2 separate regions of the Capra hircus genome follow, and region 1 is linked to region 2. The links are chromatin contacts, called in public Hi-C maps. All regions are on one chromosome and are shown on one strand. Each heading gives the region's core, a stretch centred on a gene start, on an enhancer-like site or on the middle of the called end of the contact. The rest is flanking DNA. Distances are from core to core; before and after follow the strand shown.

The links. A called contact is a pair of places that touch in the nucleus more often than the background predicts.
Region 1: a contact with region 2 is called in a Hi-C map of liver, with 3 times the contacts expected there. The contact joins the enhancer-like site here to the promoter of SMU1 in region 2. A contact is called at or near these places in 4 of 5 Hi-C or Micro-C datasets (blood and liver).

The regions. Positions count from the first base shown.
Region 1 is chr8:74,769,751-74,775,210 of ARS1.2, reverse strand. No RefSeq gene overlaps it. Among named protein-coding and RNA genes, the nearest start is that of SPINK4, 27 kb to the left of the region's middle. Within about 2 kb of position 1,375, at least 2 of the 5 cell types and tissues checked have an H3K27ac peak or open chromatin away from gene starts, as enhancers often do.
Region 2 is chr8:74,632,145-74,638,393 of ARS1.2, reverse strand. SMU1 (WD40 repeat-containing protein SMU1) reads left to right here and starts at 4,266. Exons shown (of 12, transcript XM_005684052.3): 1 at 4,266-4,391. The coding sequence starts at 4,366.

The sequences.
Region 1 (5,460 bases), core at 126-2,625, 140 kb before region 2:
ATTCTTTGTGGTAAGAGAGCTGAATTTATGTAACATCCTAAAGGTTTATTACAGGTGATGTCCTAGGAAAACTTTGAAGGTTTCTCAGCTGTGTCTCTGTTGACATTTTGAGCCTGATAATTCTTTGTTGTAGGGAGCTGTCCTGTGCATTATAGAATGTTTGACAGTGTCCTTGGCCACTGCCCACTAGATGCCAGTAACATCCCTTCTCCCTGGTTGTGACAACCAAAAATGCTTCCAAACGTTGTCAAATGTCCAATGATGGGGGCAAAAACACCTCCAGTTGAGGAGCACTGATTTGTGGTAAACAAACTCTGGAATTCACTTGGGACCCTTTGGCTAGACTCTGCCTTCCTTTTTGTTAGTTTATTTCAACCCTAATCTCAACTATCGGCTTCCAAGTGGCTCAGTGGTAAAGAATCTGCCTGCCAAGCAAGAGAGGCTATTTCGATCCCTGGGTCAGGACGATCCCATGAAGAAGAAAATGTCAACCCACTCCAGTATTCCTGCCTGGAAAATGCCATGGACAGAGGAGTCTGGAGGGTTGCAGTCCACGGGATCACAAAAAGAGTCAGACGTGACTTAGCGACAAAGAACAACGATCATCTCAGCTACAGACTGTATTACATGGTCCTTTTAAAAATGTCCACCTCTACTTTCCAGCTGGAATAAAGCTCTGCCTGGAGAAATGTACCAGAACTTTTAGTCTGTTAGTGGACTGAACACCAGGCAGTCTTCTCTAGGTTTCCTGGCCTCCCTCTCTCAGACACTACAGTGCACCAGAGGGGGGAAGAAGGAGTCAGAATTCTCCTGTGTTCCCTTCCCTGAGGAATCCAGAGGAGCAGGAAGAACCCCACAGTGCCTGATAAGATCTTAAAAGCCTGGTGACACCAGTCTGCAAAGGGAACAGACAAGTGGTGTCTGTTTTTTCAATTCTCACCTCCACTCCCCTCATCTCTCTAGATCTCCTTTGAAACTTAATTTTTATCTACAGTCCTTGGATGAGCACCTGGAGTGATAACTGTCACCTATATTTCTCAGCACTATAAGATAAGTCTCTGGAAAGTTCTCTGTGGTCAAATAAGTGAGGACAACACTGCCTATTGAATCTCTCGCTCTTGGACACTAGCAATGACCGTTAGTTTATTAAAGGCTTTGAAAAGCTCTTCAGAAGTGTATGTATGTATGCTCCTCTGTCCATTACTGTTTGAGAAGCACTGCCTTGAAATGAGCGCACTCTCTGACAAGCATGTAAACAAAAACAAACGCAGTTCTGTGTGTGTCTCAGCTGAAGAGCTGACCCAGCAGCCTTCAGGCCAGGCCAGTCAGACAGAACAGGAAGGGAAGGCTGGTGGAGGAAGCAAGTGGCTTCTCTTCTCTCCTCACCCAGCAATGGCTGACTCAGAAGGCCAGGCTGCAGGCATGTCATCCAGGAGTGAGGACAGGTAATGAGGCCATACCTGGGGTCCTTCCTGCTTAGATACCTGCCATGACTGGGAGGAAGGGAAACAGCAAGGTTTGGAGGGGAAGCAGATACTTCCCATTACCCTCCCAGAGACACCATCTCTGCTCTGGACCAGACAAATGGCCAGTCAGAGAGCCCAGGATTCAGGGCTCTGTATGGAGAACTTTCAGCTTCTTCCTCTTGATCCGCATCCTTGGTTAGTGGAGGAGATACAGGGAGGGTTCACAGCAGCCTGACCCATAAGCAAGCAAAGAAGTTTCCGGGCGAGTGCACCTAGATGCTGAGCAGATGGCCTAGTTTTGAAATCTCTTTCCTTCTGCAGGTCATGCGCATGTCTGGGTGTCGCCCTGGGCCCTGGTGGAGTGAGCTCTGTGGGCTGCAGTGAGACTGCAGGCAGGCAGGGTGAAGGCCTGGGGGAGGCTCTTCCCACAGACTAGGCTTGTGATGGGTGGAGGTTAACTAGCCCAGATGTCGGTTAACTAAGGCAGAGGAAACTGAAAATCACAACATTGATAACCACAATGAAGGGTAGCAGAATACGCCACCCCAAAATGAACGCTTTGATAAATTGATTATTTTGAATTGTAAGCATTTGAGAAATAGCAAAACAAGGAGAGGCTTTCTCTGAACTCTCTTTATTGCCTAAAGATAGACCTTCCAGCAACTTCCTTGGCAGTCCAGGGGTTAAGACTCTGCCTTCTAATGCAGGGAATACGAGTTTGATCCCTGGTCAGGGAGCTAAAATCCCACATGCTTTGGGCCCAAAAAACCAAAACATTAAAAAAAAAAAAAAAAAAAACAAAACCAGAAGTAATATTGTAACAAAGTCAATTAAGACTTTTAAGAAGGGTTCTGAGGGTTCTCTAGTTGTGGTGTGATGCCTTCTCTTGTTTAGGAGTCCAGGCTCTCGGCATGTGGGATCCTCTTGGACCAGGGATTGAACCCATGTCTCCTGCATTGACAAGTAGATTTTTTTACCACTAGACTACCAGGGAAACCCCAAGACTGTTTGCTATTCTATAGAAATACTCCAAAGGTGAGTCAGGCAGCAATAGACCAAGATTGGACATGGAGGTAGCATTTGAAGCAGAGGGAAGGACCCACACAAAGCCCCAAAGGCCCAAAAGGCCCTGGGTGGAAAGAGGGGTCAACTTACATGTCTTCATTCAGTCCTGATGAAGCTGGCCTTATTGTGTTTTCCACTCTCCAGGACACCATTGGGCTTCCCTGGTGGCTCAGATGGTAAAGAATATGACTGCAATGCAGGAGACCTGGGTTCGATCCCTGGGTTGGGAAAATCCCCTGGAGGAGGGCATGGCAACCTACTCCAGTATTCTTGCCTGGAGAATCCCATGGACAGAGGAGCCTGGCAGGCTATATAGTCCATGGGGTCACGAAGAGTCAGACATGACTGAACACACACACACATACGTGCATATACATACATGTTTAACATAGCTGAGATCATACTGGCTATGAGTTTCTTGCCTTCCTTTTTCACTTGGCAGTACATTGTAAGCTCTTGCTTGCTGTGATCATCATTAATATTCCATCCTACCCTTTTATAATTTAGTTAACCACATCCCTGTAGTGGTTACAGACTTATATCACACTTCAATTGGGAATGTACAGAAAGTTTGATTATAAAAATGTGATTTCTATACTTTTTGTCTCTAGCTGATCTAGTCTCCTGCACTACTTCCTACACGCTTAATAGGCAAAATTAGCAATGAGTCTAACTAAAGAATAATCTGAAGAAATAATTTGAATAGCCTGCCTTTAAGGCTTTCATCCTTCTATGTGATCCCATTTTGCATGTCAGAAACCTCAGTCTTTCTCTTTGCGTCCTTCTTTCTCTCTCTTTCTTTCTTTTGGCCATATCATATAGCTTGTGGGATGTTAGTTCCCCAACCAGGGATTGAACCCAGGCCCCTGGCTGTGAAAGTGCAGTGTCCTAACCACTGGGGAATTCCCACTCTGCATCTTTTCTGTAACAAATTCTAACTTCTGCTTCTTTTGTCTTCTCATTGATATAGAATCATCCAGGGTCTCAGCAGAAAACTGATAGCTTACTCAAGGCAGACTATCCAGAAAGGTGCCAGCAAGGCTAGTTTAACGCATAAGAAATGGTGAAGCGCCCAGACCAGAGATGTGCGAGGGTATTAACACCCTTAGTTCTGAAGGAGCAACAGCAAAATCTGAAGCTTGGCGAGGTGGAAGGATACAGGCATAGCCTCCCTATGGTCTGGCTGAGAGGGACCTAGGGGAGTAAAGACTCTGACATCTCCCTCCACCTGCCTTCCACCTGTTTCCCGTGCCTCCCATTAACCCGACTGAACGGGAAGACAGGGGAACAGGTATTCTGCAGAGGTCAACCTCCCAGTGCACAGAGGGTGTGACACACAGTGAACAATGGATTTGAAAGGGCAAATGAACGATAACCAGCCTGCATGATTTGCGCCGAAGAGGAAAACACAAAAGAAACAAGCACATTAATACTTTCCAAATCATATCTATTATTGGACTTCCAAGTTGCTTCTTATTTTCACTTTTATAAATAATGTTGTCTCAAACAGGGACATCTCTCAAACTCGAAATCTTCTATTGAAGTTAATATATGATGAGAAGAGGTGCAGAGTCTCTCAGAGTCACACTCTATTGGTAAGTCTTTCTTGCTCAATCTTTTTTTTTTTTTTTTTGCGGGAGATGGGGGCTGCCCACAAGGCTTATGGAATCTTAGTTCCCTAACCAGTGATTGAACCTGGGGCCCTCGGCAGTGAGAACAGGGTCCTCGTCAAGAATTCCCAAGTTAAGTCTCTTTTGTTTATAAGCTACAGAAAAAAACTAGAGCTAGATTAAAGTGAAAAAAAAAAAAAAGAGGTGCTTCCCTGGTGGTCCAGTAGTTAAGAATCTGCCTTGCCATGCAAGGGACACCGGCTTGATCCCTGGTCTGGAAAGATTTCACAAGCCTCAGAGTGATCAAGCCCGGGGGCTACAACTACTGAGTCAGTACTCTACAGCCCGCAAGCTCCAACCAGAGAAAGCCGGCATAGCAACGGAAACCCACTCTAGGCAACAGATAAATCTTCTTTTGAAAAAAAAGTGGAAGAAAAGGACAACCTTAATTATCAGGACTATTAGGATACTAGGGAGTCTTCCGAGGCCCAGTGGACTTCAGGAGTAAAGGAACAACAGCTCCAAAGAGCAGCCGCTCTGCCTAGGGCTGAGGGACTGCATCTGAGGCAGCTCCCCACTCCCATCCCACGCTCAAAGCTAAGATCCAGACTTTGTAGATCCAGACTTTGTGGAGCTGGGTTCACGGGATGGTAGAGATGTCACTATGGTGCTATAATGGCAGAATGTGCTGGAAATCCGCCCTCTAGAGTGCATGGATTGCATTCACGGGGGTCCCTCCTCTACAAAACCGCCTGCAGCAGTAGCGCCAGGGGAAGCTGGGTCGTTGGATGATGCTGGCCACTAGGTGCTGTAGGAGCTGGATGCTAAAGAAACCATCTGTCCTTCAGGAAGCTGATACAGGAGAAGTTGCTTGCATCGCCGGCGCTGGATACCCGGAGAAACAGTCTAGGTTGTAGGAACCAGGCGCTGCTTGCCACAGGGGCCTACTGAGCAGAGCACATCGGAATCAGGAAGAAAAATTCCCTCCCACAGTGTCTCTCCAGTGCCCTCTACTGGACAAAGACAAAGTTTAACACCTATCAGCGGTCGGGAAAATAATTGAGATGATCCACTACATTTTTGCAGCACAATGAAGATTGAATTTGAAGTTGAGAGACAATAGATTGAGAAGTAGCACGATCGCAGGTCCATATGCCCAGAGGAGGAACGATGACTGGTCTAGCCGGTGCTACCCCTGGGTTGGTCAGTCACCTGTGCTGAGAATGGAACTGCATTCATAAAAAGAGAAGCCGTAAGCATGGACAGGCAGGTGCAAGAAAGCTAACTGATCACCAAGCAGCCTTGGCTCTCCAGGGGAG
Region 2 (6,249 bases), core at 3,017-5,516:
GAAAATAAAAATAAATTAATTTGTTATAAAATATAGTGATATGGATTTCAATATTTAAATCCTTGGGCATTACTAGTAAAGATATAATGAAGCAGTGAGATGCTTGCTGTATGTATAATTAACAAGTTTAGATTTAATATAAATTATAAGAAGAGAAGCCATTCCATTCAAAATGATAGCAGAGGTGTGATGGACACTAGAATAAAACTTGGTATTAAGTAATTATATTGCTGTACACCTGAAACTAACAAAACATTGCAAATCAATAAAAAAATTTTTAAGTAATTATAGAGGAGACTTGCTTGTATCAGCAAAATAGAGAAGTAAACTTAATGCAAGTAAGAATAACCTGTTAAGTACTAGGTAGAAAAAATAAAGACATTTGCTAATTGTTGAAAATGAGTAGTGTCTTCTTTTCAAGGAAGCTGTTATAATAATAATTTTCTATGTTGCATCATGAGATGGGATAGTGAAAAAATGTCAGAAATCATACCCCTATCTAGATATCTGACTACATGTTGGAGCAAATATTTAGACTTTTAAGACCTCTGAGATCTTGGAGACCATGTCTTTCACAAGTTGATGGGAAACTGAGAAGATTTGAAAGGAGAAGTATTTAAGAGTCTATAGAGAAGTTGTATGGCAGACCTTTGGGGAAAATATCAGATAAGACTGAAAACCGGTAGAAAATCTCCAAATAAATCATTTCAATATATAATTTTTACAACATAGATTTCTTATCATTGTGCTGCAAATTTAAAAAAATTGTACAGGATGGCAATAAAATATTTTTTAAAGTAATTTATATGAAATTCATTGATATATCTACATTTCATTTGACTCTACTAATTTAATGGGTGTATGGTTTCAAGTCTATTAAAAGAAGTCTCAAATCTCCCTTTACAGATTTGCATCTGGTTTCATTCTTTTTCCACTAATTGTACCACTGCTGTGAAACCATTTTCAACTAAATGCTTAGTTGGAAAAACAGGCTACAAATAATTTAGGTCTTTCCAAGAAATGAGTATGCAAATCCTGAGTCTCAAACTTTTCCTAATTAGATTAATTAAACTGTGTTTTGGCTTCAAAATCTTTCATTTATTTAAACTCAACAAACTTTTCCTGCAAATATCGCCTGGTTTGCAATGTATTAATTAGCCCTATCTTTTATTAATTTATTTAGTTTTAATTGGAGTATAATTACTTTACAACATTGTGTTGGTTTCTGTCATACATGAACAGGAATCAGCCATAGGTACACATATGAATTCCATAGGTATACATAGGAATTCCAGTTGAGCTATTTCAAATCCTAAAAGATGATGCTGTGAAAGTGCTGCACTCAATATGCCAGCAAATTTGGAAAACTCAGCAGTGGCCATAGGACTGGAAAAAGTCAATTTTCATTCCAATCCCAAAGAATGGCAATGCTAAGGAATGTTCAAACTACTGCGCAATAGCACTCATCTCACACACTAGCAAAGTAAGGCTCAAAATCCTCCAACCTAGGCATCAACAGTACATGAATCAAGAACTTCCAGATGTTCAAGCTGAATTTAGAAAAGGCAGAGGAACCAGAGATCAAATTGACAACATCCGTTGGATCATCAAAAAGCAAGAGAGTTCCAGAAAAACATCTATTTCTGCTTTATTGACTATGCCAAAGCCTTTGACTGTGTGGATCACAGCAAACTGAAAAATCCTGAAAGAGATGGGAATACCAGACCACCTGACCTGCCTCTTGAGAAATCTGTATGCAGGTCAGGAAGCAACAGTTAGAACTGGACATGGGACAACAGACTGGTTCCAAATAGGAAAAGGAGTATGTCAAGGCTGTATATTGTCACCCTGCTTATTTTAACTTATATGCATAGTACATCATGAGAAACGCTGGGCTGGATGAAACACAAACTGGAATCAAGATTGCTGGGAGAAATATCGATAACCTCAGATATGTAGATGACAGCACCCTCATGGCAGAAAGCGAAGAAGAACTAAAGAGCCTCTTGATGAAAGTGAAAGAGGAGAGCGAAAAAGCTGGCTTAAAGCTCAATATTCAGAAAACGAAGATCATGGCATCTGGTCCCATCACTTCAAGGCAAATATATGGGGAAACAATGGAAACAGTGACAGACTTTATTTTCTTGTGCTCCAAAATCACTGCAGATGTTGACCGCAGCCATGAAATTAAAAGACCCTTGCTCCTTGGAAGAAAAGCTATCACAAATCTAGACAGCCTATTAAAAAGCAGAGACATTACTGTGCTGACAAAGGTCATTCTAGTCAAGGCTATGGTTTTTCCAGTAGTCATGTACAGATGTGAGAGTTGTACCATAAAGAAAGCTGAGTGCCAAAGAATTGATGCCTTTTACATATATATAGTTAAATGTATTTTAATAGCAAACTTATGGGAACAGCACAGAAGACAGACAGCATTAAAAACATGTACTTGCACACAGGACAACTCAGAAAAGTATAGTGAATGGATGGAATCTACTGTATGATAAAAATGCTACAAACACCATTTAGTTGCAGTCAATAAGAAATTTTCTTGTTTTAAAAAAATCCAAATGCTGGCATTATCCAGAAAAATTTAGCAGGTTTATTTATAATTGTTATAAAGTTGAACTGCCGAAACTTGTTCACTGAAACATTTTGACTTTCATTAAGGCTTTATATTCCCGCATTTATGTTAAAAATTCTCACACAAATGAAAATGGAAAAACTGCCAATACCTGATTTCTGTCCCCTATTTTCCACTTGCAATCATATACTTAGGTACCTTTTGACCCCATGGGAAAAAAATATCTAACGTTCAGAACTACCAATAACAGGAAGAAGAGAATTTTTTTTTTTTAAAGAATGAAATGTTTCCCGTCATAGTGGATTCTTAAGCACGTTCTCCACGTATGCGGCATGCTAGCTGGATGTCTTTTGGCGTAATTGTTACACGTTTGGCATGGATAGCACACAGGTTGGTGTCTTCAAAAAGGCCAACCAGATAGGCCTCACTTGCCTGCTGTCAAGCACCAATAGCTGCACTCTGGTAGCGCAGATCTGTTTTGAAGTCCTGAGCAATTTCCCGCACCAGACGCTGGAAGGGAAGTTTGCTAATCAGAAGTTCAGTGGACTTCTGATAACGTCTAATTTCACGGAGTGTCCCAGTACCAAGTCTGTAACGATGTGGTTCATTCACGTCTCCAGTAGAGGGCGCACTCTTGAGAGCGGCTTTTGTAGCAAGTTGCTTCCTCGGTGCTTTACCACTGGTCGATTTGCCGGTAGTCTGCTTTGTACGAGCCACGGTATAGAGACCTCCTTACTTACCCACCTTCTCCTTCGGCTGGAGCTCCGCGAGCTAGAAGAGGCGCTGGCGTTGGAGAGCGACGGCGGCGCGGTGGTGGCTGCGAATATAATTCAGGATTGATGCTTTTGAACTGCGGTGTTGAAGACTCTTGAGAGTCCCTTGGTCTGCAAGATCAAACCAGTCAATCCTAGAGGAAATCGGTCCTTAATATTCATTAGAAGGATTGATGCTGAGGCTGAAGCTCCAATACTTTGGCCACCTGTTGTGAAGAACTGACTCACTAGAGAAGTTCTTGAGGCTGGTCTTGAGATTGAAGGCAGAGAAGAAGCGGACGACAGAGGATGAGATGGTTGGATGGCATCACCGACTTGATGGACATGAGTTTGAGCAAGCTCTGGAAATTGGTGATGGACAAGGAAGCCTGGCATGCAGCAGTCCATGGGGTTGCAGAGTCAGATACGACTGAGCAACTGAACTGAACTGATACATACGTCCCCTCCCTCTTGAATCTCCCTCCGACTTCCCACCCCATCCCACCCATCTAGGTTGTCACAGAGCACTGGGTTGAGCTCCCTGAGTCATACAGCAAATTCCCACTAGCTATCTATTTTGTTTATGGTAATATACATGATTCTCCTGTACTCTCAATTCATCCCACCCTCTCCTTCCCCCACTCTGTCCACAAGTCTGTTCTCTATGTCTGTCAGCCCTATCTTTAAATCTAAACTAACTAAAAATTTTAAAGGCAACATTTAGAAACCAGTCCTTTAAGAACGACTCTTTCTTTAGAGAGAATTAAGAATTCTCTGGACCAGGCACTTAGGTTCAGACTTCTGAAACGCCCTCGAAGCTCCGCCCTGCACAGCCCTGCGTGCAAGCCCCGCCCAGCACTGCCCCGCCCCACACGTAGTCCTGGCTCCTCTTCCGTACACACCGTCTCCGGAGCGAGGGGGCTCGACGTCGAGCGGAAGTGACGTACGTGAGTCGCCGGAGGTGGCGTTGGTGCGTTGCGCGGCTGGGCCTGAGAGTGGAGTGGAGCCTGCGCCCGGAAAGACAGCGCTATGTCGATCGAAATCGAGTCCTCCGAGTGAGTCTCGTGGTGTCGGATGTTCGCGAAGTGGCCGGGCCGGGAGTCGATGAGTTGAGGGGTAGAAGCTGCTCGAGGGAGGCGTCCCAGAGGTTGGGAGTGGAGGGGTATTTACTTCCCCACAAAGAAGCTTTTGGGATCTGACTGCTTCAGGGGCGGGCCCGCAAGAAAGTAGCGAACGGAAAGCCCAAAGCCTGGTGGAAGGCGGCGCGGGGCTAGGGGTAGGACGTGCCTGCAAAACCTGAGTTCTAGCCCTCGCCGACTCCTGATGCGCCCTGGGACTGAACAGATTAGCCATCCAGTCAGGACTCCGGTCTCATCTGCACAAGGGGGCTGCACTCTTAGCCTTCCCTCTCTTCCTGCCCCCATTGAGCACGGTGGTTTGTTTCCTCCCCTGTGCTTACACGGCCCTCTGTTTTTTTCTGCCTAGCTCTTAATCTGGTATTGTCACCGTTTGCCCACCCTTCTAGCCTATGTCGGCGCCTAGGGGCTGCTTTTCATCACAGTCTCAGTTCCTAGTACATCGTAGAGGCTCAGTAATTGTCTTTGGAATGAAAGCTGCTTTTTTTATCAGGTTCCGTGTGGCGCTGAATTTTGGTTGGCCCGTGAGCTTTGTGTAGCCGCAAGGGAGGGACAGAATGTGGAAATTGGGCCAGGAGAATGATAGATTTGGGGGAGAGGGGTACTAATGAGTGACTGAAGAAAGTGTTCAGTGAACTTTTCCAGGACTCCATCCTCTACTTGCTCTTGCCAACGCTTAATAATTAAATCGGCAGATTTTACATTTGCGTCATGAGTGTAAGGGAGGGATCTGCCATAGGAGGAAGGGAGGTTTATTCATTCAGAAAATATTGAAGTCTGTTGTGTACCTGCTCTAGCCCTGGGAATATGGTAGTGAATGAGGCAGACCAAAGTCCTTGCCCTTACAGAAAGGAAGGAAAACAGCAGTAAGTAAAATAGGCTTACAGATGGTGGTAAGTGTTGTGGAGAAAAGTAAAACGAAGGATGATGGAGAGTGCTGGCGATGAAGACAGCTAGGAGTTGGCAGGAGTTGGAAAGCATTCCATACTTCAGACCCTGAATCAAAAATGGGAACAGATCATTCTCCCAGCCCTGAGCTGCTGCATGTTTTTTATTATCAGTAATTGCTGTGTTTATTAAGTATTTTCTCTGTTAGTCACGCTGTAAGCAGTGTCATCTTCTCTTTGATCAGCCCTACAGACTGATCTGTATACCCTACAGACTGATCTGTATACCCTACAGAGTAGGTATTTTTATTAACAGATGAGGAAATAGGCAAAGAGACGTTAACTGACTTGTCCAAAGTCACAGTAAGTGCAGAGCTCTGATTCAAGTCCCAATCTCTGATTCAAATCTCCAAAACTTTTAACTCTTATGTATTACACAAAGAAGAAAGTGAATTTGATTTTGGCTCTAGAAAATACGAGTTCTTTGCAAGCATGGTGTCTCATTTGCGGAGTATAAATGGAAGTGTGCTGTTGGGAACAGTGTGGTGCTAGAACGGCAGGGATCCAAGCTGGGGTCTCTTAACGGGCCCATGAAAGAAAAGACCACTGTGAGTAGCAGTATTCAGTTCCCTTCTGCAAGAACTGTTTTTAAGAAGAGGGGGTTTGCTCTCCTATCCGGGCTATTGGAAGGACTGATGCTGCAGCTCCAATACTTTGGCCACCTATGGAAAGAGCTGACTCATTAGAAAAGACTCTGGTGCTGAGAAGGATTGAAGGCAGGAGGTGGAAGGGATGAGAGAGGGCAAGGTGGTTGGATGGCATCACTGACTCAATGGGCATGAGTTTGGCAAGCTCCAGGAGAAGGTGAAAGACAGGGAAGCCTGGTGTGC